Linked DNA regions of Mus musculus: regions 2 and 3 are each linked to region 1. A link is a contact called in public HiChIP or PLAC-seq data. All regions are on one chromosome and are shown on one strand. The core of a region is the stretch at or near the end of the contact, and the rest is flanking DNA. Distances in the headings are between cores, read along the strand shown. Region 1 holds the start of Mfsd4b4 (major facilitator superfamily domain containing 4B4). Region 2 has its middle 58 kb from the start of Gm32234. Region 3 has its middle 36 kb from the start of Gm31562.

Evidence for each region. HiChIP or PLAC-seq counts read pairs in DNA pulled down with a chosen protein or histone mark.
Region 2: a contact with region 1 is called in an HNF4G HiChIP or PLAC-seq map of pancreatic cancer cells. The contact joins the enhancer-like site here to the promoter of Mfsd4b4 in region 1. A contact is called at or near these places in 1 of 39 promoter capture datasets (embryonic stem cells), 4 of 484 Hi-C or Micro-C datasets (embryonic stem cells, granulocyte-monocyte progenitors and muscle stem cells), 2 of 115 datasets of contacts at active chromatin or transcription factors (memory CD8 T cells and pancreatic cancer cells) and 2 of 9 other capture datasets (adipose tissue and embryonic stem cells).
Region 3: an H3K4me3 HiChIP or PLAC-seq map of stem cell-derived neural progenitor cells shows a contact between it and region 1, with 3 times the contacts expected there. The contact joins the enhancer-like site here to the promoter of Mfsd4b4 in region 1. A contact is called at or near these places in 1 of 39 promoter capture datasets (embryonic stem cells), 4 of 115 datasets of contacts at active chromatin or transcription factors (the NIH/3T3 cell line, embryonic hindbrain, epiblast stem cells and 1 more) and 1 of 9 other capture datasets (embryonic stem cells).

The regions. Positions count from the first base shown.
Region 1 is chr10:39,896,800-39,900,873 of GRCm38.p6, forward strand. It overlaps Mfsd4b4 (major facilitator superfamily domain containing 4B4), which reads right to left and starts at 2,407. Exons shown (of 5, transcript NM_001384225.1): 1 at 2,115-2,407.
Region 2 is chr10:40,509,671-40,513,675 of GRCm38.p6, forward strand. No RefSeq gene overlaps it. Among named protein-coding and RNA genes, the nearest start is that of Gm32234, 58 kb to the left of the region's middle. Within about 2 kb of position 1,726, at least 62 of the 459 cell types and tissues checked have an H3K27ac peak or open chromatin away from gene starts, as enhancers often do. A contact at or near this core is called in pancreatic cancer cells, where this site is marked.
Region 3 is chr10:39,207,375-39,211,215 of GRCm38.p6, forward strand. No RefSeq gene overlaps it. Among named protein-coding and RNA genes, the nearest start is that of Gm31562, 36 kb to the right of the region's middle. Within about 2 kb of position 2,502, at least 67 of the 459 cell types and tissues checked have an H3K27ac peak or open chromatin away from gene starts, as enhancers often do. A contact at or near this core is called in stem cell-derived neural progenitor cells, where this site is marked.

The DNA of each region.
Region 1 (4,074 bases), core at 1,157-3,656:
GTCACCTCTCCAGCCCCAGCTCTCAACATTTCCTATCTTCCCCATTCCTACAAGAACAGCATGGTCCTTCCACAATCCCAAACAACACGCTCAGGCCTGTCACAGCAATACCCCACTATCCTGGTACCAACTTGTCTTAGTTTGAGTTTTAATTGCTACGATGAAACACCATAACCAAATAGCAAGTTGGGGAGGAAAGGGCTTACACCTCCACACCATAGTCCATCGCTGAAGAAAGTCAGGACAGCAACTCAAACTAGACAGGAACCTGAAGACAGGAGCTGATGCAGAGGCCATGGAGGGGTGCTGCTTACTGGCTTGCTCAGCCTGCTTCCTTATAGAACCCAGGACCATCAGCCCAAGGGATGGCATTACCCACAATGAATGGGCTGGGCCCTTCCCATCAGTCACTAATTAAGAAAATGCCCTATAGCTAGATCTTGTGGAGGCATTTCTCAATTAAGGTTCTCTCTTTTCAGATGACTCTAGCCTGTGTTGGCTTGACATAAACTAGCCAGGACACACAGAAACAGCAGCATGCCTAGAACCCCACACCGAAGAAAAAGGAAAGAGATCCCCAGGGCTCACCGGCCAGCTAGTCTGGCTGAATGGGTGAGCTCCAGGTTCAGTGGGAGGCCCTGTCAATAAGGTGGAGGGCAATTGAGCAAGACACCTCTGGCCTCGACGCACACCATCTGCACAAGGATTTAGAATGTAACAAACTATTCTCAAAATATATACTTATATTTTCAAATATGCTACATGCATAAATACGAAATTTAATTGCTAAAAATTTTTAATTACCAAGCACCAAATTTTGATTTTTACACTAAGATGCCAATATTTCTGGCACACAAGAAGTTGTCCCTTTGAACTGTCTAATGCTGACGATAAATAATCTAATCTACAGTTTTCCTCACACTCCAAAGCTATCAGGAGATGTAAGGGCTGTAAGGCTTTCTTAGCAAAATATAACACGGACAGAATGATTTTAACAATAAGATGTTACACAAGATACTGCCAAGAACTAAAGACTTGCGTTTTAGATGAAGTTCCTAAAAACCTTTAAGGAAACGTTTCTGAGTTTTGAGAACTGTGGATTGTGGGCTGGGGACACAGCTGGGTGAAAGCCTAGCATGAAGTCCTGGGCCAGCCAGCGCCCTGTACGTAATAAACAAACAACAAAACCTGATTGTGCTGCACTGTTCTGCTCCAACCCACGTGTGGTTTCCCTGCCCCAAGCACCAGCAACCAAGAACAAAGACCAGGAGCACACAGGGCCACAGCATGTTCATTCAGATCTTCCTGCAATCACTTGCAATACCTGTTACACACGAGGGGCTCCAGTACCTGCAACGCTTTCTTTCTTCCCTACTTTCCCATCAAAATAATTTTAAGAAACTGAAGCTCCAATTGAGGGACCAGAAGGGACTCCGTCAAAGGTTTAGCTCTCATAGCACTCGAGTCAAAAGTTATCACTTTAGGTCAGTGGTTTATAGCTTTCATCCCAGCACTCAGGAGGCAGGGGCAGGAGGATCTCTGAAATTTGAGACCATCCTGATCTACACAATGAGTTACAGCCATCTGGTCCACAAAAGGACATTTCGGGTCAGCAGCAGGTGCTACACTGGGGAACACTGTCTTTATGGCGTTTTTAGTTCTTGCACTTGAGTGAAGAAAATCATTTAAGTATCTAAAGGCTTGATTTAAATAGGGCCGTGTACAGGGTAAGCAACATGTCCTTGATACTATCATTTAACCAGAAAAGCCACTTTCTTCTCTGGGCCCTTTTTTCCATCTGCGAAATAAAGCAGTTGGTTGGATTTGGTCAGGCCCCCTCAAAGCTGCTTTTCTGGGATCAATTTAGAGCTTCAGTGAGTGGGTGAAGGGGAGCAGGCTCCCCATCTTGTATCTCCCCGTTTTCCGGAGGAAACTTAGCTTGCTCGTGCTGGAAACGTATTAATTTTGCCCGTTTTTCCAGATGACAGAACTGAGACTCAGGAGGATTAACCGATATACACCAGGGGTCACGCACGATGCAGGGCACTGAGACCACGTTCCCTGCAGGACGCTTGCTCCAGCCGTGGCCTGGAGGGTTTGGGCCCAGCTCTCACCAGCCCCAGGAAGGCGGCACAAAGCACCACGGTGGTGAACCAGCGCAGCACGCTTTGGGCACGGCCTTTCCGCACGGAGGCCACCGCTTCTGACTCATTCTCTGCGCCCGGGCCGGCTGGGAGGAGCCGCTGCCCTCCCGCCCCTCCGAACTCCAGCTCCAACTCCAGTGTGGCGGCTCCACCTGCCGTGCTCCGTGCACCAGGCCTCCGGTGTGCAGGGAGGTGCCCGGCCCCGCCCGGCCCGGGAGCCAACAACGCCAGGACCTGCCCGCGCGAGCGTGACCTGGGAGCGGAGCCTCCCCGCCGCGCAGGCGCGGTGTCCCTCACGGTAGCAGAGCGCCTGCATGGATCACAGGCCGGAAATAAAGCCGCCGGCCAATCAGGAGACTTCCTCAAACCGGAAGTTGATGTGGTTGCCTTGGGGATCGGACAGCCTGGCCCAGGTGAGAAGTCTCAATTAGGTGAGTTTCCCCGGCCTGGGGAATGTAGGCCAAAGATGTACAAGCTGCAACCCATGCACAAGACGATCCAAAGTTGCAAAACGTTGGAAGAAACCCGGCCTGGAACTGCAAGATGGCAACTTCCGCAGCCTCCTGGGTCACCTGGAAACCCGAAGGTCTTGTCTCTACATGATTTACAAACTGTTGCCCTTGCTCCTTAGACGTACAAGAATGTTGAACGTCAGCTTCTCACTGAACAGATAGTTATGGATCCTTACGTGTAAACTCACACGTGAAGTATCTCAGTTAGTTTACACAACACTCAGAATCCCACCGCAGTCCCATCTATAAATAGGAATATTAGGTTAGAGTAGCAGCTTCTAAAGGCCAGACAACAACCCGCTGGCCTTTACTGAATGGTGAAACAATAGCTAAAGAAAGAATCTGGGACAAAACGAGTTGCATGCACTTGCCTGTAAGACCCCCGAAGCTGGGCCTCCGCTCAAGTCCTGGGATGAGCTGGCCAGCACCTCAGTGACTCGAGAGAAAACCACACCTGATGCAAACTGCAAGAGGTTTTATTATCAGCTAGCTGAGGACGATGTCCCGATGTCCCTCCTCCGTGCAGGGCAGGGGAGTTTGACCCTTAGTGGTAACAGTAGGGGGCTTTTAACAGCTAGCTGAGGAATTGGGGAGGAGTTGGGAGGAGTTGGGAGGAGAGTTCTTCTCTTCTGGGTATCCTTGGTGAAATTTATAAGGCAGGAGTGGGGAGTGAGTTCTTTCTGAATTTTTATCTCCGTGTCCTCAGCACAGGAAGGCAGGCATCTCTGGTTGTAAAGTATAGAAACAAAGGCTTTTTGCTGGCTATAGAGAACAAAGAGCTTCTTTCTGGCTGTATTTTTAGAGATCAGGGAAAACAAGCTTGGGGAACGTCCAGGGGCTTTACCTTCCTGGGAGAAACGCTCTAAATCGGGTCCCACATGCCCACACTTATTTTAACCTGCAGGCAATTCCATTGTTGAATGGACTTGGACATCAGTCTGTCTTTGCCAAATAGCTATGCTAGCTGAAAAAGGAAAACCGTGTTCTTATGTGACTACAGATTTGACCACAGGGACCATAGCCTCAAATGTTATCACATTCTATTTTTTATCTGAAGTTCTTTTCCACTTACACTTCTGTCTCTGATATCCCTTCTTACTTAGACTCCCAAGCTACTACAAAACTTGGTCTTGTTACCCATAAACCAACTTTCTATCTTCAATCATACGATCATTAACTTCTTCCCTGTTTGTCTCGGAAAGGTTTCTTAAATTGGCGTCCAACTCCTCTCCATTCCTACTCTGCTTGTCTTCATTTCTTGCTTAGACTATTTCAGATGTTTTCTGATTGGCCTCAAAGTGTGTGTTTTGAAATTTTTAGTGGGACCTTTAGAACACAAAAATTTTAAGGGCAGATGGCCTAGTCAGGGAGGAGAGGCTCTTTTTCCCGTGAAGGTTCTATGCCCCAGTATAGGGGAA
Region 2 (4,005 bases), core at 476-2,975, 610 kb after region 1:
AAGGACTGGACTTGCTACTTAGGTGAGAGTAAGCAGGCAAACTGCAAAGCTTCCTTCTTCCACGTCCTAATATAGGCTTCCTACAGAAAGTGTGACCCAGACTAGAGGTTGGTTTCCCCAGCTTAAAATATCCAGATTAAAGGTATGTTTCCTAACTCAAGGTCCAGATTAGAAGTGGATCTTCACACTTCAAATTAAGCAAAAATTCCTCATAGGTGTGCCCTTCTATTTTTGGGTTTTAGTTAACTCCAGATATAGTCAAGTTGACAACCAAGAATAGTCATTATACAGAAAGAAAAAAAAAACCAACCAAACAACAAAAAACCCGAAGTGAATTGTCAAACAAAAATCACAGAAATGGCAAAGAAAAAGGAACACTTCACACATACTAAAACTACAAAATCAGAAACCATAACATACAAGACTTTATTTATTTATTTATTTATTTATTTATTTATTTATTTATTTATTTATGTTGTTTTTGTTTGTTGTTGTTGTTTTGAGACAGAGTTTCTCTGTGTAGCCCTGGCTGTCCTGGAACTCACTTTGTAGACTAGGCTGGCCTCGAACTCAGAAATCCACCTGCCTCTGCCTCCCAAGTGCTGGCATTAAAGGCATGTGCCACCAACACCCGACAAGACATTGTTTTTAATTCTTAGAACAATTACAAAGTAACCTAGAACTCTTATTTAGGTATGAGAAAGAGGAGGCCAAGAGAGATGTCATAATGTTGCTAGAGGTGGACTCAGGACCACTCTTCAAGTGGTATAGGTCACAGGTGTAGTGTCACCTGGGGAGAGAGTCTCCGTGAGGGATTATCTAGATCAGACTGGGTTGTAGGCAATCTTTGGGATTCGAGGTGTAAAGCATGCCCACTGTGGGTGGCGCGGATCCTGCCCTGTATAGGCCGGAGAAAGCAGGCTGAGCACAGCTGTTCAGGTACCCTTTCACTCCTCCTGCTTCTCAACTAGATAAATGTGGCCCCCTGTCTCAAGCTGCTGTCACTGGGACCTCCCCATGATGGTGAGCTATAACCTAGGCCTGAGCTAAAGCAAACCCTTTATGTCATACATTGTTTCTCTCAGAGTATCTGGTTGCAGCAATAGTGGTGAAACTGTTCATGTAACCAAGCCCCGGGTTGGGTAGGCCAGAATGCCTATCTCAGGGGAAAATGTGACTCTCACCAAGCCTGTCTGTGTCTATTTCATGAGGCGAAGCAGCTTGGGGTATCTTGTGGTTATGGGAACAGGACAGGATTAAGTAATCAAAACACCAAAAGAAAAGTCTGGAATTTCAGATTCTGCACAAACAAAAGCAAAGGTGACCTCAGAGGATGCCTCACTTTGGTTTTCTGAAGGAACTCCTTTGCTGTGGCCTATTGAAGGTGGGGGAGGGGGAGGGCTCTGGAAAGCAGCCCGATGCCATCTCCTTGTAAGGCTGGATATTGACATGGACAACAAGCACCCCCAAAAGCTCCTGCACTGATTCTCCTTGTACTCATCATTATTTTATGACCCCTATTTCCCCCTCTAATTTGGGCATACACCTTTGGCACCGCTTGGCTTCCTGGAGATGTCATTTGCAAAGCGGCCAGGTCGAAGTGACAGAGTTGCTCTTATCTGCAAACTCCTCTCTTAACCATAATTCGGACAAGTCGCACCTCCCACAGGTGAGTCACAAACTCAATGTTTGGTGAGTTAACACAAGCAACAAAGCTCTGTTTGTAGACCCTTCGGGATCAGAACAATCTGGGGTGTGTTTTCTGTTTGGTACAGGAAATGAGGTGTGCATGACTCCAGTTTATGGAATTTGGCAGCCTTCCACCAATACCTCTGATTTTGTTACATGTATTTGAACAGCAGGAAAGTCTTTTAGAAGACTGAAACCAGTCCTTTGAATGGGGAAAGGTGAGACAAGTCATGGGAATTGTGCCGAGAGCAGGCATTCTGTTTGAACCAGTTGGGAGCAGAAGACTCATGGCAGGCAGCAGGCGACTAGAAACCAGCTCCAAGATGTCCAAGTCTCGGGTCTGTTCTCGAGGCTTTATTCCCATAGCACCCACAGCAGTAGGAGATGATGACAATTCTTGACAAAGTGATTTAGGGCTGGGCTTGCCATTTGTTGGCAAGATGAAAGTACAGGATTATATTTTGGTGCTTCATGAGAGGGCAGCAGTGCCTGTCTGGATCAGAGACATTGCGGAAGAAACACACATTCAAAAGGAAAGACCACTCTTCTGGGCATCCTAGTTTGAAGTCCTCATGAGTCAGGGAGGTGTCACCACAAGGTGGGACCCAAGGAGGTTTCCATGGAAACAACAAAAGCAAAAGAGAAACTGGGAAAGTTCTGATTTAGGGAGCAGAGGGGTGGGGTAACACTTAATGAAACAGTATTAAAGAGAGCAAGCAGTTCCCTGAAGAAGGAACTCTAGAAGGGGGGGGGGGCAATTGTGTGCATTTTGGCAAAGGAGTTGTGAAGGTTGAGTATCCAGGAGCTAAGCTCTTGAGGAAATCCAGTGACAAGAGGTGAGGATCAAAACCAATTTACAGAGATTTTCTTTATCAGACTTCAAAGATGAGATTTCACGCAACTGGGCTGTCCTTGAGTTTATTATATAATCAAGATCGACCTCAAATCCGCAACGTTTGCAATAACTCCGGTGCCGGGATAATAGGCATGTACCACTAGACCTGGCTATTTAGCAATAATTGATTGCTTAATACCAAGGATTGGACCCAGGCCTAGCATGTGGCAGATAAATGCTGTAACAGAGCTACAGCACAGGTGTCCTTTCATGGTTTATTTGATGTAGGTCTAATTGAGTTGTCTGCTAACAAAGTGTATAGGCTGGAATGGTAGCACAGGCTTGCAATTCAGTGCTTGGGAGACTGAAGCAGGAAGATCTTGACTTCAAGGCCTGACTGGCTACATAGTAACGTCCTTTCCTCTTCTCCCCATACCTAAATCTGACTGAGTCATCCATCTCAGAACAGTTACAGTGGAAACATTTTTGCCATTAAAAAAGCAAGCAGGAAAACAATGCAGATATGGAAAGATTATATTCTCTTCTGAACTCCTCTATGCTTGATACATTATCATAATGAATTTTCTTTAAGTCGCTAGAGAAGTGCTGATGAAAGAACCTAGTGGGGAAACCCCCACTCAACCCCCACTCAACTCCAGATTCCGTGTGCACCCAAGAATCACGAACAGACCATCTTGATGTAAATATACGAGGTAGTTTAATGGCGGTCGAAACGTATCTCACGCAGGAGACAGTGGATTCGACCATGAGGCTTGAAAGCTAGGGGATTTTTATAGAAAAGGGTCTGGGGCTGGGGGAGGAATTGGCGCGGTTTCACGTGATTGGTCCATTTGAACATCAGCAGGGAGGAATTGGCGCGGTTTCACATGATTGCTCCATTTAAACATCAGCAGACTGTACATGCAGATAACATTTAACTTAGGTCAGAAGGGCAGGAGATAGGGAGGCACAGGGCCAGTCCGGCATGTCATTCTCTTTATCCTTATGGCCAAGCAGCCTCAGGAATGTTTTAACAACAGGCCTGCCTGGGCATGTCCTGGCCTGTTCTTCTATGTTCTCAGCCCCAGGTTTCAAAGCTCACAAACAACTCTTTGGGCTATTTGACATAAATTACATGAATCACAGGTCTCAAGTTTTATTTTCTTTCACTGAAGTCAGAAACGAAGTAGCCATTCAGACCTCTCATAGGGATTCAGGCAGTGAAGGATGGAGACCAACAAGAGACTAAAGCTTCCTTTTCTTTTGATGAGATACAGCTTGGGCATAATTCTTGGTAGAGTGTGAGGACCCACAGGGAAGGAGAGGATGAAGATGGAGGGACAGGTAGTGGGTAGAATGTCCCTAGGAAAATGTCTACATCCTATGCCTGGGACTATGAATGTGACTTTACTAGGAAAGAGAATATTCACAGAAATAATTAAGGATTTTTAATTCACCTGGTTTATCCAGGAGGCCCCGCA
Region 3 (3,841 bases), core at 1,252-3,751, 690 kb before region 1:
TTTGTCAAGTAGTGTCACTTTCCTAGATAGCTTTCCAAGACAAACAGAGTTCTTCTGTTTCAATTTTAATCATTGACTCTCAGGGCATGCATTACGCATGACACAGTAATTGGCTCCTCCTCCTTCTCCTCTTTCTTCTCTTCCTCTTTTTTCCCTTCTTTCCCCTTCCCCTTTTCTTGTATGTATGTACATATGTAGGTTCAAGAATGGCAACAAAGGGTTAAAGAGGCTACAAACTGTTCAAGGAATTTTAAAGAGGTCTGAGCTGCTGAAAGCAGGGAATATAGGGTTGCAGAAAGATCCTGTTACAGATGTGGCCACTGCTCTATAGTCAGGCTGCTTGGCCAGAGTTGAACTGAAGATTCAAGGTGTGAAGGAGGATGTAGAGGTGAAGGCCAGGGTGGAATCCATGTGGACAATTGGGTGGACAGATGAACAGCTGGCCCACGTGGACCACTGGACAGATGAACAGATGATAATTTGAGCAGTCTATGTCAGTAATAGGGAGTAGGCTGGGCTGAAGAACCTGGGTTAGTTAGGAGTTCTCAGCCTGTCAGTCACTTGATGTACACACTGGGTGGTGAGATGACAGGTTGGTGGGGCCACCACCATCACAGCATTGGATACTCTCTGCCTCTGGGGTCCAGGTAAGGAAAGTGCAAACTTTCCTCAGTGTGGTGTGTCTGGTAAGTTCTTGGGCCTAGTTCTCCTCATTTGGCCTTCTTATGTTCATGTGTTCCTACAGTCTCCATTTACTTTGATCCATTGGTGGGGGACCTTTCTACTGTTAGAAATAAATTCTTCATCAACCTGAGCTTCATAGGTAGTGCTGGACTGAAGATACTGTATTTTCGGCCCCAAGAGGCAGGCATCTTACTTCTGAATTTGCAATCAAAATAGCATCATTGTAAAGGGCCCCCCAGGGCAAGGCACAGGCTGAAAAATCACCACTTTTCACAATATGTACGGACATAGGGTGGGATCTGGGCAGATCTCAACAATAAGCAAACTTTATTGCTGGAAAGGGCTTCCATTAGAACAGAGCCTTTACAAGCTCAGTGGTTCTGACTTTAGTGTGCTTAGCTTCACCGCTGGGAATGTTTCAAACGGAAACCCAGAAGTGAAGATCGATCTCTCTCTCTCTCTCTCCCTTCTTTCTCTCTCCAACCTTCCTTCACCCTCATCTCCCCAAGAATAAAATTCATCATGAACTAGATATTGAAGAGATGCTGTGCAAAAACCTGATAAAGAAAGATGGGCCAGAGAGAGACAGAGACAGACACAGAGACAGAGAGACAGACACAGAGGAAGAGACAGACACAGAGACAGAGAGACAGGCACAGAGAGGCAGAGACATAGAGACAGAGAGACAGGTACAGAGAGGCAGAGACATAGAGACAGAAGAGGTGGGCATAGGGAATGGAATCACATTCCCAGAGTCATCTCAAATGCAGCCAGGTGTTGGCAGTTACAGGGACAACTTGTCTAATCTCATGAGTGCTGCGCAATGCTCTGAGGACTTATTTGATGTTGAAATGTTTTCTTGAGTAAGAGTCACAAAAGGAACAATTATTGCCTGGCATTGCTTCACGTTTATGAGACTGGTATAGTCATCACATGCACAGGGCAGTGAGCGCATCTCTCTCCCTGTGTTCTCTCCAGGATGACTGCTGCCCTGCCTCGTGTTTAATTAATAGCATTTAGTATTCAAGGAAGGAAAGAGGAAGAAAACTTTAAGGAGATTTTCCTTTTAAAAAAAATTATGTTTTAGGAATTCCTAAGAAAGGTTTCCAACTTAGCCATTCTTTGAAAAAGCATCCAGTTTCAATCAAATCTCCTTAACACATCAGAGAACACTTACGAGCGGCATTCTGGGGCTTATCAAGATGGAGCTAGCTCCAAAAGGCCAGGGACATTAGCTGCTGAGTCAGCCAACAAAATCTCTGAGCCAGGATGGACAAAACCAAGCCCAGGGTCCACAGAGTGAGCCAAAGGGCCCTGGGATATTTGTCTTCCAGCTTCTATCTGCAGTGTTCCCGTTGCTATGGGGACAGAGCCCATTGGAAGGGAGAGCTATTACATCCATCCCTGGCTACATGTGGAAATGCATTGCTTTTGTTGTTATTTTTTTTTTCTTTTTTGTTTTTCAAGCTGCACCTATAATTCCAACCAACAGCTCAGAACACCTATACCCAACTAGGAGCAGGAGAACTCACACTTGGCTCCTTTCTCGAGCACTGTTTTCTCTTTTCAGGAGAATGATAAATCATAATCAGGAACGGGTTGTGAGACACAAACTAATCCGCCACTCCATGTCGTTGGCAGTATAAATTCTAGGAACTCAGCAGGGCAGAACGTTGGCTGTAAAAGAGCTGGAATCCATCTGTGAAACGTGCCCCATGCATCTGGAGCCAGGTCTTTGATAATCTTAGAGCCCACGGGTCCAGTGTTCCACTGTAGGTCATACTGTTACAAGCAGGCTTAGCAGGCTCCCTGCCTCCCCCACCAGCACAAAGCCAGGCTGCTGGCCTCCCAGACTTCCTAATGGACTCTTTTTGACCATCCAGATATATTCTCATTTAAATTCAAGGACACACACCCACAGGCTGATCCAGGAGGGGAGGGAGGCTTACCATGAATTGAATAATACATGTGGTAAAAAACAACACCAGCCCTTATTTGCAAATGAAAGAACACTAGAAATTATTTCTGGTGGAAATATAAAAGATTAAATTCAAGCAGGGAGTGGGAGAGGATGTTTTTCCTTAAAATCCCTCAAGAAGCCACCCCATTGTTTTACTTGTAAAAGACACAATCTGTCTTGAGTTGGGAATTCAGTGGGCAGCAGAACACTGGCCCTAGGGGAGGTTGCTAGGCCTCCTTAGAGGGGAGTTCAAGGGGGTAGGGAGAGAGCTAAAAGGGGGTCCCCATAATGGTAAGTCAGCTTAGCATCCATTTTCCTTCCTTTGCTGGTTTTCAATTTTCTGTCATTTTCTCACCCTCATGCTACAGAGTCAAACCCATTATACTGTGTGAGACACCATCATCTCTGGAGATGGGGGTAGCTTTGGCACATGATCTAAGTCATGAGATGGAGCTGTTAGACTCTGTTCCCCTTTCACCAGTCATAAGATCATGGGAACTAACCTGGAGCTGCCAATGCCTGGGGATTCATAGCTCAGCCCACCTGAAAACCAAAGCCAACTGAGTCAGGGAGTGAGCATCTCTAACTTATGTTATGCCAGGTGCTCTAATGAACACCTGAATCTGTCTATTTCTGAAACTAGACTGCCCTGGATCAGCCCTTATGTTTGTTACTGTACTGTTTACTTTTCTATTGCTGGGATAAAACACCATCATCATGGTAACTTATAGATGAGTTTATTTGAGCTTACCATTCTAGAAGGCTAGACTCCATGATGGCAAAGTGAAGGCATGGTGTTGTTGCAGGATATTTGATCACACTGGGAACCCTGAGATTGTGTTGTCTACTGGAGAAACCTGTTTCTAGTTGTGGTGTGGCTCAGCCTTAGCACACACCTTTAATTCCAAACAATGAAGGTTAAGTTAGTTTGTAGAAGGAAGCACTCATGTTTGAAAGTGATGTCTAATTGAGCAGATGACAAAGTAATGAATCAGAGAAAGATTTGACAGAACAATACATGCCCAACTCTCATGAGAACAGAGAAAAAACAAAACAAAACAGAGGCTACTTAAGATAAAGCAATGCAATGAAAGGAAAGGAGAGAGGCCAGTTTTACCAGGACAGTTGTACAGAGATGGCTGCAGAGAGAGAACAAGCTAGACATAAGTGAAGACAGAATGAGCCAAAGAAGGAGAA